Linked DNA regions of Mus musculus: all the other regions are linked to region 2. A link is a contact called in public ChIA-PET and HiChIP or PLAC-seq data. All regions are on one chromosome and are shown on one strand. Each heading gives the region's core, a stretch centred on a gene start, on an enhancer-like site or on the middle of the called end of the contact. The rest is flanking DNA. Distances are from core to core; before and after follow the strand shown. Region 1 overlaps Chd7 (chromodomain helicase DNA binding protein 7). Region 2 has its middle 55 kb from the start of Gm50597. Region 3 has its middle 16 kb from the start of Gm46842. Region 4 has its middle 39 kb from the start of Gm46842.

Region 1 (3,553 bases), core at 606-3,105, 220 kb before region 2:
GTGCACTTATGGATGAAGAAGATGAAGGGTCTAAGTTTTGTGAAGAGGATATTGACCAGATTCTCCTTCGACGAACCCACACTATCACCATTGAGTCTGAAGGAAAAGGCTCCACATTTGCTAAGGTTTGAATCCAGGTCTTTAGTGCAGCCTTCTAGAACTCATGAAGAGAACTTATGCAGAACATTGGCCTTTCATTGTGAATTATAGACTAGTTATTACTTTCCCAGCGCCTCCCAACACACACAGCGTTCTCTGTGCGCTGGGTTCTCTCCTGTGCGGTCCCTCATGGTCCTGTCCTCCTGTGTTCTTCCCGATGCTCCCGCTATGAAGTCCTCGTGTGAATTTTGTTCTTCATAATCTCCCAGACCCCAGTGCCCAAAACGACCCGAAAAGATGATCAGGTCGCTCCATGTTTAAGTCTGTCTTGTTTTCCCCTTTCGTTAGGGCTCCACAGCTCTGCTCACAGCTAAAATGAGCCCATGGCATTCTACCCCAGCTCCTGCCACTGCCTGCCTCACAGCTGGCACCGTGTGCTCTTCCACCAAGCCAGCCCGCTAAGGCCAAGCTGCTCTGAGCCCTGACTGTCGCCTCAAACCCACTTGCTAGTATTCGGGTTGTCCACACCAAGGCTCACTCTACTTTGTAGTTTTGCTAAACTGGTTTACTTGCCGTAAAGCATGAAATTCAACACTTTGACATATTATAGGCTGGGGTGACCGTTAGCACAACGCTAGGTTTTGAATGTTCCTACTACCTCAGAGAGCTCCCTGTGCCCATTAGCAGGCAGTCCCTACCCTTCCCGCTTCACCCAGTTCTGCAAACCGCATGCTCTTTTTTTTTAAATAGCTTTGTCCACCCTGGAAACACCACTCGGTGTGAAGTTATATCACGTGTGGTCTTTTGAGTGCTTTCATAAAATTAATGTTTTTCATGTTTGCCCTTATACTATACATGGATAATTTGTTTTGTTTTGGTTTGGTTTGGTTTTTCCAGACAGGGTTTCTCTGTGTAACCCTGGCTGTCCTGGAACTCACTCTGTAGACCAGGCTGGCCTCAAATAATTTATTCCTTTATGGTTTGCAATGTTCTACTGTGCGGGTATCACACAGTGACCAGGTGATGATAAATGCTCCAGTCATTTATTAATTGCTAATTGATGAAATTTGGGTTATTTTTACTTTGGGATTTTCAGTGTAGTAGGGTTTTTTTTTTTTTTTTTTTTTTTGGACATGTCTTTTCGTTTCTCTTGCACATTCGACAGAAGCAGAACTCTAGGTGATGTTAGCTTTCTTGGCTCCCCAGTGAGGTCTGTGCATGCTTATCATTTAAGGAACTAACAGGCTGGGTTTCTTTGTTTCTGTTTCTCTTTTAAACAAATTGGGGAAAGTTCTGGGCTCCAACCCCCCCCCCCCATCTTCTTCCACTGGTCATTGTATACAGCATCCCTTATCTAAAAAAAAACTACTGCCTTCAGTGGCCCCTCCACTCTGCAGAAGCCCCTTCATCTGCCTTCACATCACATAAGACCTATTATTCCTTCTCCCCTTTTGCTTAAAAATCTCTTCCTGTCGTTTCATGACGGAGCCTACACACACACATATAGCATCCAGGTTCACATGTGAAACAAATGTGTTTATATCTCTGAGCCTGCCTTAGATTGCTCCACACCGTGGTTTCTGGCTCCATCCACTTCCTCGCAAGTGCCATGATTTTGTTTTTCTTTACAACTAAATAAAAGTCCACTGTGTATAGCTAGAACATCTTCTTTTATCAGTTCCTCTGTTGTTGGACATCTAGGCTGGTTCCATTTCCTGCCTATTGTGAAACTTGGGTGTGCAAGTGTCTCTGTGGTGTGTTGACTCAGAGACCAGCCTTCAAGAACACAATCTGGTGGCGTGGCTGGGTGACATGGTAGTGCTATTTTTAGTGGTTTGAGGCGCTCCACACTGACGTTCATAGTGGCTCTGTGAATTTTCGTCCCTATTGGCAATGAATACGAATTCCTTTTTCACTCCATCCTGGACAGCATTCCTTGTTTGTTTGTTTTCTTCCAATTTCTGTTTCCCCGGTGGCTAAAACTGTTGAACCTGTTTTCTTTCTGGATGGATCACTTCCTGTTGCTTTCCCATACCTGTGTGTTCAGGTGGCTTTTCCCTCGTCCTCACAGGTACCATGTTAACTAGTTTGTGATCTGTTTCAAGCTGAGCTGTCTGTGGTGTGAGGAAGGAGTTGAGCTCCCCCGTGGCCCCAGCTTGTAGAGGTTCTTCTCTGGCCTCTGCACGCTCATGTCGTTACAGTCTCTTGCAGTCTTTCCTCAGTCCTCACATGCAGTCTCAGCATGTGTAAGACACATGTGTAAGACACACGTACGTGTTTCACGCACGCATGCACGCACGTTCTCCTTCTGAGTAACATGCAGATGCCAGAGTTGGATGTGGTAGTTCTCCCTGCCTTCTTCACTCTTGTTGTTCATGTCTGCTGATGTCTACCTCTATTAATTTCACCTTTTGAAGAAGGTCTTTTTAGGAAGTCTTCTTCATATTTGGTCATTATTTCTGGTGTAAACTGCTGGAGCAGTGTGCTCTAACCTCACTGGTGGCTGTCGCTATAACTTCTCCCCCATGCAACTCGAGGCACAGCCATGTCCATATTAAACTTATCCCTATTTTCTAATAGCTCCTGCTTCCCCTGGGCTAGGGCTCAGACTGCTAACCACACGTGCCCGCCCCCTGCTCCGGCCTCCACCCTCATCAACTTGCCATGGCTCCTGTACCTCGAGCCCCTCATCCTTGCTCCTCTCCTGGGCCTTTGTGCAGGGCTCTGCCATGAACATTCCTGCCACCTCTCTTCTTGTACAAGTCTTCTAAAATATGGTCCAAGCATTTTCTTCTAGAGAAAACTAATTTTTTTTTTAGATCTGCTCCTAGCAGGACTTTGCTGGAACCAAGTTCCAGGCCTTTCTCAATTGCTTGTACTTTTCTACTCCTGTGGCAGGTGTGGAAAAGTGTACATGGGGCACTTGTCATCTGTCTCCCATCCACTATACTGCCTTGCAGAGGCTGAGCACGCATATACTGTGACTAGATAAACAGAGGCTACCGGGGGTCCTGACTCTGAGAACCGCATCTCAGAGTAACGCACACGTTTTCCACCTTTAGGCCAGCTTTGTTGCGTCTGGAAATAGGACAGACATTTCTTTGGATGACCCAAATTTCTGGCAGAAGTGGGCTAAGAAGGCTGAATTGGACATCGATGCCTTAAACGGGAGGGTGAGTGAGAAAGTCCCATCCAGACTGCTGCCTAATCTGACCCGAAGGTTGGTATGACGCTCACCATGCTTGCTCTTTCGTTAGAACAACCTGGTTATTGACACTCCTCGAGTGAGGAAGCAGACCCGGCTATACAGCGCAGTGAAGGAAGACGAACTGATGGAGTTCTCCGACCTGGAAAGCGACTCCGAAGAAAAGCCTTGTGCAAAGCCACGGCGCCCCCAGGATAAGTCTCAGGGCTATGCCCGGAGCGAGTGCTTCAGGGTAGAGAAGAATCTGCT
Region 2 (3,294 bases), core at 682-3,181:
TCCCCCTAATGGATAGTGATCAATAATGTCACCTTATTAGCATAAATATTCTTGTTTTCCTGGGATAAGCATCTTTTCTCTTGTGTATACTACTTCTCTTTCTTTCTTGGTATGCATTCAGATTTTTCATCTACAGTTCCTAATTGTTTTCCCATTACTGAGTGTTGGGTGATTTATAAAGCATACTTTGGGTATGAGTTTTGTGCTCTATGGTTGAAATACAAAGAGGATTAAGAACTAAACCTTGCTAAGGACTAAGAACTAAACTAGCTCCTTGAGAAAATGGTGGTCCAGTGAAAGTCTTAGGGTTTAGTTAACAATCACCTAGTCTGATAAAAAGGTGGTTGTTGAACAGCTTAGAATTTTACTGGATAGAACAAAATTTGATGAAATACAGAAGTTAGACTCTGAATTGATATTTTTTCTTTTTGATATTATGCACAAAATCCCAGCAATATAAAATGTTGTCTTTTGATCCTGCCAAATAAGAACAAAGTTACCATGTTTAGGAATACTTCACCCTCGTAGCCATGATTTCTTTGAACTCATGTCTTCATCTGTACATCTGTTCGTGACATTAGTAAATTAGTTAAATTATATTAGTAGACTCCATGGTCCATAACAAATCAAATCAGATAGTTCCCTGACACACGTTTCACTTCCTACAGCTTTGGTGACCCACAGTCAACAGCAGTCAGGGAAGATTCTATGGAGATTTTAGGAACACACTGATCCTAAGATGAAATTACACACTGTTCTGAGAAGGAGGGGGTAGCCCATAGTGCACTGCTCCTTTCTGCTCAGGCATGAGTCCACTCTCTCTCTGTACAGCATGTGTACACTCTATGCCTTCTGAGTCCCTTAGTCTCCCAAGTGGGTTGGCATATATCTCCACAGGTGAGTGACATTCTGTCACTGTTAATTTGCATCAGCAGGTCTGTGTATCCATGTGTAACACAACCCAAGACCCCATGCATGTCTGATGATCATATTGAGCCACACTCATTCTCACACACATACACACACATGCAAACATGTATATATGTGCCACACGTGCATGCATGTAAGATGAAGTTACACCAGCCACAGTTGGAGACTAGCTACAAAATTCAGAGGAAGGCTGAATAACGATAAAAGCATGCTATGCTTAAGTTGCCAGCATCAGAACTTTTTTACATTGGGGTCATTTGTAAGAAAAATAAAGGTTACTTAAATTTGAGAATTTCAATATCATTGTAGTCTATCTGAAGGCTGAGATGTCTCATGGGAGACTAAGGGACTCAGAGAGCATAGAGTGTACACATGCTATACAGAGGGTGGACTCAGGCTTGAGCAGAAAGGAGCAGGGCACTGTGGGCTACCCCCTCCTTCTCAGAACAATGTGCCATTCATCTTAGGAGCTGTGTGTTCCTGAAATCTCTATAGAATCTTCCCTGACTGCTGTTGACTGTGGGTCACCAAAGCTGTACGAAGTAAATCATGTGTCAGGGAACTATCTGATTTGATTTGTTGTTATGTACCATGGGTTCTACTAGTCAGTATAATGTGACTAATTACTAATATCAAGAACAGATGTACAGATGAGGGCACGAATTCAAAGAGATCAACTCTTGTATCCAAGGGCTCAAAGCCAGGTAATAGCAGGAGGCAATCTTTGAACCAGTTGATTAGTAAACTCTCAGGTCCACAGACCCTGTTCAAGTCTGCTTCTACAGCCTCCTCTGCCTGGACGTGATGGCAAGGGAATCTCTATGGCTCAGAAAGGCTTGAGAAACTCCCTACCTCTTCAGCTTGAAGCTTCAGCATGCTTCACTTGAGTTTTCAGTCAAAAGCCTGCCCTGGATTTCACGAAACAAAAGGCCACTTTCATGAACTGACTGTTGGCAACTGGAAAACACTCCAATTTCCCACTGAGCCCAGCCTGTCGTCAGGGCTCAATTGTGAACACTCCAGTGCCATCCTCACACCAAAACACTTTCAGTCACAGCAAACAAGGGCACAGAAGAGAGAAGGCTTCTTTTTTTTCTTTCCGTTCCAGATCAGATAACGCTGCCAGATTAGTTCCTCTACTGAGAAGTCACACCACATGTGCCCACATGCCAGGCCTTTGCTAAAAGGCCACCACCTATATTGCTTCCTGCATAGTCACTAATATTCTGTCTCATGCCTTCCCTTCTCCACCTCTCTTTCCGGTTCCTTCCCTTGAAGTAGTACAAATGCTTGCAAAGAAAATATGTCAACAGGTGAAATTTATAGGCGTTTCTGGCCCATTCAGAAATGTGAACCGCAGGCACCCCCAAAGGAAAGATAGCATCCCTTACCCACACAGTACTCTCTAACATGCCTGGTTCGTTCACAGTGGAGCTGGCTAAAGAAACCAGTTATCTTTTTTACAGAATCAAAGTGTGAGGCTCCCATTGGGGAAGGGTACTTTGATGGATGTCTGTTGGGATTATTTAGTTGCAAACACAGGGGGAAAAAAAAAACCCAACCCAAACTGGCTTAGTCACAAAAAGGATTTATTGACTCACAGAAGCTGAGAGGAGTAGGTTAGCTCTGGCACACCACCATTCAGGCTCTGCATATCAGTACCACCTGGTCATTTTTGTGTTGTGTCAAAGCCTTCGATTGTGTTGACTTCAGCATGAAATCTTATGTGCACCAAAAGAGCCTCCGGAGAACCAGGGCATTGTCTTATGTTTAGTCTCAGTTGCCTCTTCTTAGATCATGTAGTAGAGAATGTTCCCGAGTCTCACTGTTGTGGCCTCTGTTCTTTATGGTTTATGAGGATGACTGAGACCTGGGTTACAAGCATTCCCCTGGGGCTAGGTGTGGAGACAGTTTAATGCCACTCCATGACAACTAGGAGGACTCTGACCATGAAAATCTAGAACATGCTAGTAACCTCTCAATTAAAGATGATGGAGACATGTGTGTACCAGGTACTCAGTGGTGAGCCAGTCTAGCAGAAACAGTGAGCTTCCCACTGAGTGAGGCACCAGTGCATAAAGTCACAGCATGCACATAGCACACACACACACACACACACACACACACACACACACACGAAAGAAGAAAGAAAGAAAGGAAGAAAGGAAGAAAGGAAGGAAGGAAGGAAGAAAGAAAGAGAGAAAGAAAAAAAGAAAGCTGAACGAAAGAAAGAAAGAAAGAAAGAAAGAAAGAAAGAAAGAAAGAAAGAAAGAAAGAAAGAAAGAAAGAAAGAAAGAGAAAACCTTGAAACTCAGGAAGACTAATAGTATTTTAATGGCATTTTGATCCCCAGACCTAAAGAAG
Region 3 (3,470 bases), core at 940-3,439, 140 kb before region 2:
TTGTGTTTTGTGTTGGTGTTGTTGGGCACAGACATGTGCTGCACAGATATTGTAGTGCATGTTCAGAGCCACGTCTACAGTGAAGATGTGGCATCAGAGGGCACTGTCAGAAATGCCTCAGATTCCATACACGCTTGCCTTCAATTGATTTTCATTTATTATGTGCTCAGAAATCTTCTACTTTTGCCTAAGGGTCCACAACTCTGCATCCAGTTTATGCGATTGTACTGGCTGGTTTTGTGTCAACTTGACACAAGCTGGAGTTATCACAGAGAAAGGAGCCTCAGTTGAGGAAATGCCTCTGTGAGATCCAACTGTAAGACATTTTCTCAATTAGTGATCAAGGCGGGAGGGCCCAGCCCATTGTGAGTGGTGCTGTCCCTGGGTTGGGGGTCTTGGGTTCTATGAGAAAGCAGGCTGAGCAAGCCAGGAGAAGTTAGCCAGTAAGCAGCAGCAGCCCTCCATGGCCTCTGCATCAGCTCCTGCCTCCAGAATCCTGCCATGTTTGAGTTCCAGTCCTGACTTCCTTTGGTGATGAACAGCAGTGTAGAAGTGTAAGCTGAATAAACCCTTTCTTCCCCAACTTGCTCTTTGGTCATGGTGTTTTGTTGCAGCGAAAGAAAATCTAACTAAGCCAGTGACACTGTAAAGGCCAAAGTCCACAGTTCAAGATGCTGTAGTTTAAAGCATAGGAGAGGATGTGTCACATGCAGGCTATGTGCAAATACTACATCAGTTTATACAATAGGCATGGGCATCACAAGATGCTGAGGTCCTCAGGGGTTTCTGAGGATACTGATGGAGAAAATGTAGCCGTGAAGATGACATAGTCTAGTTTGCAAGGCAGTAAGGGACCTGTGTAAAGTGTAAAGTGCCCAAGTGAAAACCAAAGCACTGCAGAATTTGCGCTGCTATTTTTAGACTCTGCGACCAAGAAAGGCTTCTTAACTACAGGAGTTACACTGAGGAAAGTCTGGAGGCCAGGGAGAACATCTTTTGGGTGAAGGCATCAGTGATAGAACCTGATGGACCAGGCGAGAAGTTGCATGGAAAGGTGTACCCAAAGATAGATGCTTGCCTTCTAAAACAGCAGTTGTTACAATCTCTGAATTACTCTACCGCTCTAGTCTCAGATGGCTTTGATGTTTGGTTCTCCAGTCACCCACTTCCTTTCCTCAGCTCTAGTGTAGAGGCTAGGCGGGAGGGAAGCTTAGCTTTTTACTCTCTGGGGAAGCCTGATGAAGCGCGGTGGGTGGGGCTAGGTGACTGTTCCTAGCTCTGGGTTCTGCTGATCTCAGTAATAACGCACAGGAAGTGCTAATTCTAATGAAAGGAGGTGACAGTGGTCATGAGAGTCCCCAGGAGAAAGGGGACAAACCGAGGCAAAAGCTGAAACTAGGTTTTAACCACAGCAAAAAGTGCTGGTGTTCATTACAGTTGCTGACTTTAATGAACAGCAAGCATGTGAGGTGCCATGCTCCTTAGTAGGCCAGAATCCCATGCGTTCAACAGGCAGTTGGCGCTATGGAGCCTGCCCTTGTTCTTACTGATTGATCATCGTTACTCCCCAGCCCTCCAAGCTGTCCTTGGTACTGGGCTGCAGTTGGCAGAGACTCCTTCTCCCAGTTTTGTCTGCAAGTGGCCATGCTCCTTGAGTTTCTACTTCCTTTTGAGGAGAATAAGGAAAAATGGATTTTTTTTTTAAACTTTCTCATCTCTTGGTGAGGGGCCTTGTGAGCCTTTCCTCTAATGTCCAACTGCTTGGCTTTCTGCGTTCTCTTTGTTGTTGTTTAAGACTGGCTCCACTGACATATAAGAACACCTGCCGCTTCCCCCAGGGCTGACAGGGGAAGCTGTTGTTCTAAATCCAAAGCAAACACTAGTGCCACTGGGCAGCTGGCCTCCCCAGGAGCACAGGTGAATGGGGGTGGGGGGAGGGGTGACAGTGGCTTACTTGTCCTGGAAAGGGGCCATTAGAGGTCTGATCCCCAGGGACTGGCTTCCTCTTACAGCTTCCCTGGAGCAGCTGTGGTGAGGAGGAAGGGTGCAGAATTGACTCCGTTTTGGAAGAGTGGAGAGGCTGTCATCTCGTCTTCTCTTTTCAGGAAGATCTCCAGGGGTGGGTGGGAGGCAGCAGTTCCACTCAGCCACGTGTCCCCAGCATGCTCACACAACATCTTAAGCGACCGGCTGGCCGGAAGGGAGACAGTGCTGAGGGAGAGGATGTGGTTATTCTTCAAAACCCTAGTTCTGTTAAAGGACTTTAAAAAATGGTTGCAAAACACATTCACATTACAGTTTAATACATTTATGCCCATTAAAACATGGTGATCATGAACATTGTGTGTGTGTGTGTGTGTGTGTTTCTGGGTATTACTAGATGCAAGAGGTGGAGTTACACACTACACTTCCATGGTCAGTGGTTGTCTAGTGAGGTTTACCAATAAAGCCACCCTATCTCCCTGTCCTGGCTTTATAGGGTTGTCATAACCAAGTGCCAGAGACACATTGAAGTTTATATCCTACAGTTCTGAAAGGCTGGGAATCCAAGGTCAGAGTGTTCATGGTTGCAGATGTCTGTCTTCTTGTGTCTTTCCATGACTTTTCCTTCTGTGTCTGTCCCATGCTCCTTTATAAACTTGCCAGAGATGGCAGATCATGGCCCACCCAAAATGACTCTATTAACATCACCTCTTTCAAAGGCCTTGCCTCCATATACACCCTCATTTTTGAATAATTGGAGTTAGGGCTTTAACATAGAAATGTGTATGTGGAAGGACAGCAGACCTCTGACTTGAGACCCTTATGCCTTAACCATCCATCAACGACGTGGCAGGTGTATGATGTGCCTGGCCACTTGATGGCTTTCCAGAATTAGTCTCATCCTGATTACTTCTTCAAGATGAGGAACACCCAACTATAAAACTAAAGCATGCAGCGCTGTGGAGTTAAGGTAACTACATTTGTTTCTCGGCATGGAAGGTGTAACGTAGTGGTGGAGTAATTTCCTGACATAAAATGACTAAAGGAAAAACACTTTCTGTTTCATGAGTTTTATTGTTGCGTGTTGTTCCATCACCCTTATCATTAAAAATTACAGGCACAGATGTTACTTTTAGTATAGACTCATCATAGTCTCCTCATGTTGGAGTAAGAAGCCCAGATCCAGGGCAGGGGCCGGCGCAAGCTGCCAAGACCTGCCCAGACCCAGCCAGAATCTACTTGCTCTACTGGGCAGGTGTAAGCCCTTGGGGTTGGGGGTTGGCCTGCTTCTTGGACTTATACAGATATGGAAAAGAGACTGTAGTTATTAAATGAGATGGCCTCTGATCACGAGTTGGGACTTTTTTACTTTTCTCAGAGAATACTTGCCTTTGTTTGTTTTTCTGATCAATCTTGAAACCAGTAGTGCCGACTCCACCTCCGCAACAGCCACCCACTGGCTCCCTTCACAGCTCCACCCACAACAC
Region 4 (3,497 bases), core at 848-3,347, 190 kb before region 2:
AACCAGACTGGGCCTCTGCTGTTGTGCGTCTTACCTGGTAGAGAGCTGGGGGAAGAAGACTTACTAAACGAGATGAGATTGGGGAAGACAAAGGTCTCTGGGGGGCCCAGCCAAACTCAACTACACTTTGAGAAACAGGAGGCACACGTGGCTGCAGGATCTCCCGAGAGAAAGAAAGAACAGTGCAAAGACCTTAAACTGGGACTGCTCTGGGGTAGGGAGGACTATCGAACGTCTGACAGTGCTCTGGGGTAGGGAGGACTATCGCACATCTGACCAGAAGAGTTGGGAAGTGGGGTTATATCCTATAGAGTCTGGATGGTTCCAGTGGGAGGCTGGGTTTCATCTAAGCACTAGAGAAAGTCATTGGAAGGCTACAGTGAGATTTATGCCTTTAAAGAGTCTATATGGCAGTAGCACAAAAATAAGGGCTTGCAAAAGGGAGTAGGAGGTGTTGGACCACAGCCTCAGGTTTCAGCAGTGAAAGACTTTAGAGTTAAAACTCAATGCGTAATTTCAATTAGCCCTCCAGGACTATTACCACTTGAAGTATAACCAGAGATAAAACCAACAGATAAAGAATATTTTCTGATTTTTTTTTCTGTAATGCCACACAATTAGTGGTTTTTAAAAAGAGAAGTTGAATTTTTTTTTTACAATACAATGAAAGTTAATTTTGAGTTAACTTTAGAATTTAATTTTGTTCATTATTTATTTATTCACTTTACATCTGATTGAAGCCCCTCCTCTCCTCCCAGTCCTCCCCTCACATGGCTCCTACCCCACCCCTCCCTCCTGTTCACCTCTGAGAAGGGGACCAACCCACCCTGGCATCGAAGTGAGAAGGTGCGCCTTTGCAGGATGATGTATCGGCGACAAGTGCCTTGAGAGCACAGGGATATTAAACTGGGAAGCAGAGTGTGATACCGGTGTCTTCTGACAGCACGTGAGGGTTAGGAGAGGTCTCGTTCATTCGCTGCGTCTCTTGAATAAGTGGATTTATGTGTTTTCTTAGCTCAGGCAGGATTTACTACAATTCTATAGACATAGTAAACTAAATTGAAAACTACTTCTGGAATTTAATCTTAACTTAGACTCCTTCTGTATGGCACATTCACCACGTGGGAATATTCTGTGATGCTGAAGATGGTCGTCAGACTTCTGAATTTTGTGTGAATGTAGTGTCAACTCTCCTAAAGGACCTGCCGTAAGATCTAGCCTACAACTAGCTGAATTTTACTTTGACCTCTTTCATCATCTTACTGTGTAGTTTAAACAACATGGAACGGAGCAGCGATAGCATCAGGTATGCTCCTCTCTGACATCTTTCTGTTTAGAGTGATGCATGGTTTGTCTGGTTCCTAAGCCGATTGAGGCTCCCATCACGAGAGCAAAGGAGGCAGTGTTCCACGTCAGCCTGCTCCTGGGCACGCCACTGACCTGTAGCCAAACCTCTCTGCAGCCTCAGTCTCTTGTGAGCGGTCGGTCATTATCCCGCCGCCTTCCCAGCCCAGAGAGCAATCTATCATGGTGACTTTGGAGTTGCAGCAAAGCAACATCTTAGTGAGATTTCTAGTGTGGACAGCAGAAGTGCCTGTTCAAAGAACCAGGAAGGCCTCCATCCAGGGGACCTCCTCCACTGCCCTTTCACCACCTCCACAGTTTGATCTGAAAGCTTAATTTCAAAATTACCGAAGAAACGTGAGCCTTCTCACCGCCTGATGGGAGCCAGGTGATGCTTTGCAACTCAAAACTGCCCTCCCTTCTGTCAGTGTCCATTCTAAACTTCCAATTGGGTGTGGGCTGGGTGGCTGAAAACGAAGCAGGCTGTGCATTTAATGGTTTGGAGGAAGGCACGTGGCATCTGACAATGGCATGAGTTCCTTTCAACATGTCCCACCATGCCTCCCTGGGAGGCAGTAAGCTCTGTTTTGTATCTCTCTCTCTCTCTCTCTCTCTCTCTCTCTCTCTCTCTCTCTCTCTCTCTCTCTCTCTCTCTGTTACTATGTAGTCATGAGCTCACCACACCAGCCAGTTAGGCACATGTTGTTGCTACTATGCCTTCGCATGAGAAGTGAGGTCATCCCACCAGAACAGTGTGTCTTCCTGTCTCCCACACGGCTTTTTCTGTGCTGTTGTAGCTCTGTCTCCCTGTGGTTTGCACAGCTGTCGCTTCCTCTGCTAGGGTTGGAACCTCCGAGGCAACTCCATGCTGTTTTCCCTCTTACTGTGAGAGGTCTGGAAAATGAGGGCAGCCATTGCCTGCCTCTTGCCATGGACTTATTTCTTCCAGTTTCTGATCCTTCATCTTTCCCAAGGGGCAGCGGTATCAGCTCAGAGTAACCCAAGAGGTTACTCTGTAAAACCATCCTTAAAAGTCTTATGTCCTTTACTCTCCAAAATCAAAAGGTAGTTTCTGTCCTTTTCTGTGTCAAGCCAGTGTGGTCTGAGCCACCAAACTGAGGAACACTGTCATAGCAGCTCAATGACAAGGCAGTTGGCTTGGACTCCCTGCCCTTAGACCACTTTGAGTAAAGGACTCTATAGAACGTAGGAATGTGTGCCCACTAGAGGAAGAATACAATTTAAGCTGAGAACTGCCTTTCTTCCAAAACATTCCAATCAAAACACTTCTATAAGGGGAGGGTAGGTGTCCGTTTTTCTATTAAAATCTTGGTAAGGCCCTTGGGATGGTTGAGTGAGTGAAGATGCTACTAAGCCTGGCAACTGGAGTTCAAGCCCCCGACACAGCTGGTACAGGAGAGAACCAACTCCTGCAAGTTACCCTCTGAGCTCTGCATATGTCAGCATACACACCTATACTATCGAAATTCAATGTATTTTTAATTATGTATTTTAAAGCTTTGCTGAAGATCATTGTTGGCATTCCTTCTATGCTCCGCCCAGCAGTTACCTGGCAACAGCCAGGTAGGCCTGGCTTGCTATAAAAGGGGCTGTGGGCCCCTCCTCAACCTCTTACTCTATCTGCCTTTTCTCTCTCTGACTCTCTCCCCTTTCTATGCGTTCCTGGCCAGCCTCCACCCACTCTCTCAATCTCTCTCAACCTCTCTCTCTCTCAATCTCTCTCTCTCCCTCCCTTCTTCTCTCCCTCCCTCTCTCCATCTCTTACTCTCTCTCTGTCTGTCTGTCTGTCTTTCTCTGTCTTCTCAACTCCTCTTCCCATGTCCCTAAATAAACTCTATTCTACACTATACCCCTTCATATGGCTGGTGCCTCGGAGGAAAGTGATGTCTCAGTATGGGCCTGCCGAGGCACCCCTCCCCCGTCACCGTCACCATACGTCACCTCTACAAAACATATCCTTGTCTCCTTTTTATAAAGCACAACAGTCATGACCCCTAACCTGAGTCACAGCAAAAATAACTTCTGTTGGCGTTGTATAATCCTGCTATGCTTTCTGTGTTCTATGTTTTGTTTTTCTCAGACAATCTCACCATGTACTCTCAGTTCACCTGCCTGAGTGCTGGCGTCACAGG

Evidence for each region. HiChIP or PLAC-seq counts read pairs in DNA pulled down with a chosen protein or histone mark. ChIA-PET counts read pairs in DNA pulled down with a chosen protein or histone mark.
Region 1: a contact with region 2 is called in an RNA polymerase II ChIA-PET map of effector CD8 T cells, with 37 read pairs. The contact joins two enhancer-like sites. A contact is called at or near these places in 1 of 484 Hi-C or Micro-C datasets (bone marrow-derived macrophages), 6 of 115 datasets of contacts at active chromatin or transcription factors (CD8 T cells, acute myeloid leukemia, bone marrow-derived macrophages and 3 more) and 2 of 9 other capture datasets (adipose tissue and liver).
Region 3: a BATF HiChIP or PLAC-seq map of CD8 T cells shows a contact between it and region 2, with 22 read pairs. The contact joins two enhancer-like sites. A contact is called at or near these places in 1 of 15 datasets of contacts at CTCF or cohesin (CD8 T cells), 2 of 484 Hi-C or Micro-C datasets (both in muscle stem cells) and 6 of 115 datasets of contacts at active chromatin or transcription factors (CD8 T cells, bone marrow-derived macrophages, effector CD8 T cells and 3 more).
Region 4: a CTCF HiChIP or PLAC-seq map of CD8 T cells shows a contact between it and region 2, with 6 read pairs. The contact joins two enhancer-like sites. A contact is called at or near these places in 1 of 15 datasets of contacts at CTCF or cohesin (CD8 T cells) and 1 of 9 other capture datasets (embryonic tail).

What each region holds. Positions count from the first base shown.
Region 1 is chr4:8,841,151-8,844,703 of GRCm38.p6, forward strand. Chd7 (chromodomain helicase DNA binding protein 7) reads left to right here. Exons shown (of 38, transcript NM_001277149.1): 19 at 1-125; 20 at 3,162-3,272; 21 at 3,357-3,553. Among named protein-coding and RNA genes, the nearest start is that of Gm46842, 68 kb to the right of the region's middle. Within about 2 kb of position 1,856, at least 125 of the 459 cell types and tissues checked have an H3K27ac peak or open chromatin away from gene starts, as enhancers often do. A contact at or near this core is called in CD8 T cells and effector CD8 T cells, where this site is marked.
Region 2 is chr4:9,064,515-9,067,808 of GRCm38.p6, forward strand. No RefSeq gene overlaps it. Among named protein-coding and RNA genes, the nearest start is that of Gm50597, 55 kb to the right of the region's middle. Within about 2 kb of position 1,932, at least 56 of the 459 cell types and tissues checked have an H3K27ac peak or open chromatin away from gene starts, as enhancers often do. A contact at or near this core is called in CD8 T cells and effector CD8 T cells, where this site is marked.
Region 3 is chr4:8,925,547-8,929,016 of GRCm38.p6, forward strand. No RefSeq gene overlaps it. Among named protein-coding and RNA genes, the nearest start is that of Gm46842, 16 kb to the left of the region's middle. Within about 2 kb of position 2,190, at least 119 of the 459 cell types and tissues checked have an H3K27ac peak or open chromatin away from gene starts, as enhancers often do. A contact at or near this core is called in CD8 T cells and effector CD8 T cells, where this site is marked.
Region 4 is chr4:8,870,119-8,873,615 of GRCm38.p6, forward strand. No RefSeq gene overlaps it. Among named protein-coding and RNA genes, the nearest start is that of Gm46842, 39 kb to the right of the region's middle. Within about 2 kb of position 2,098, at least 59 of the 459 cell types and tissues checked have an H3K27ac peak or open chromatin away from gene starts, as enhancers often do. A contact at or near this core is called in CD8 T cells, where this site is marked.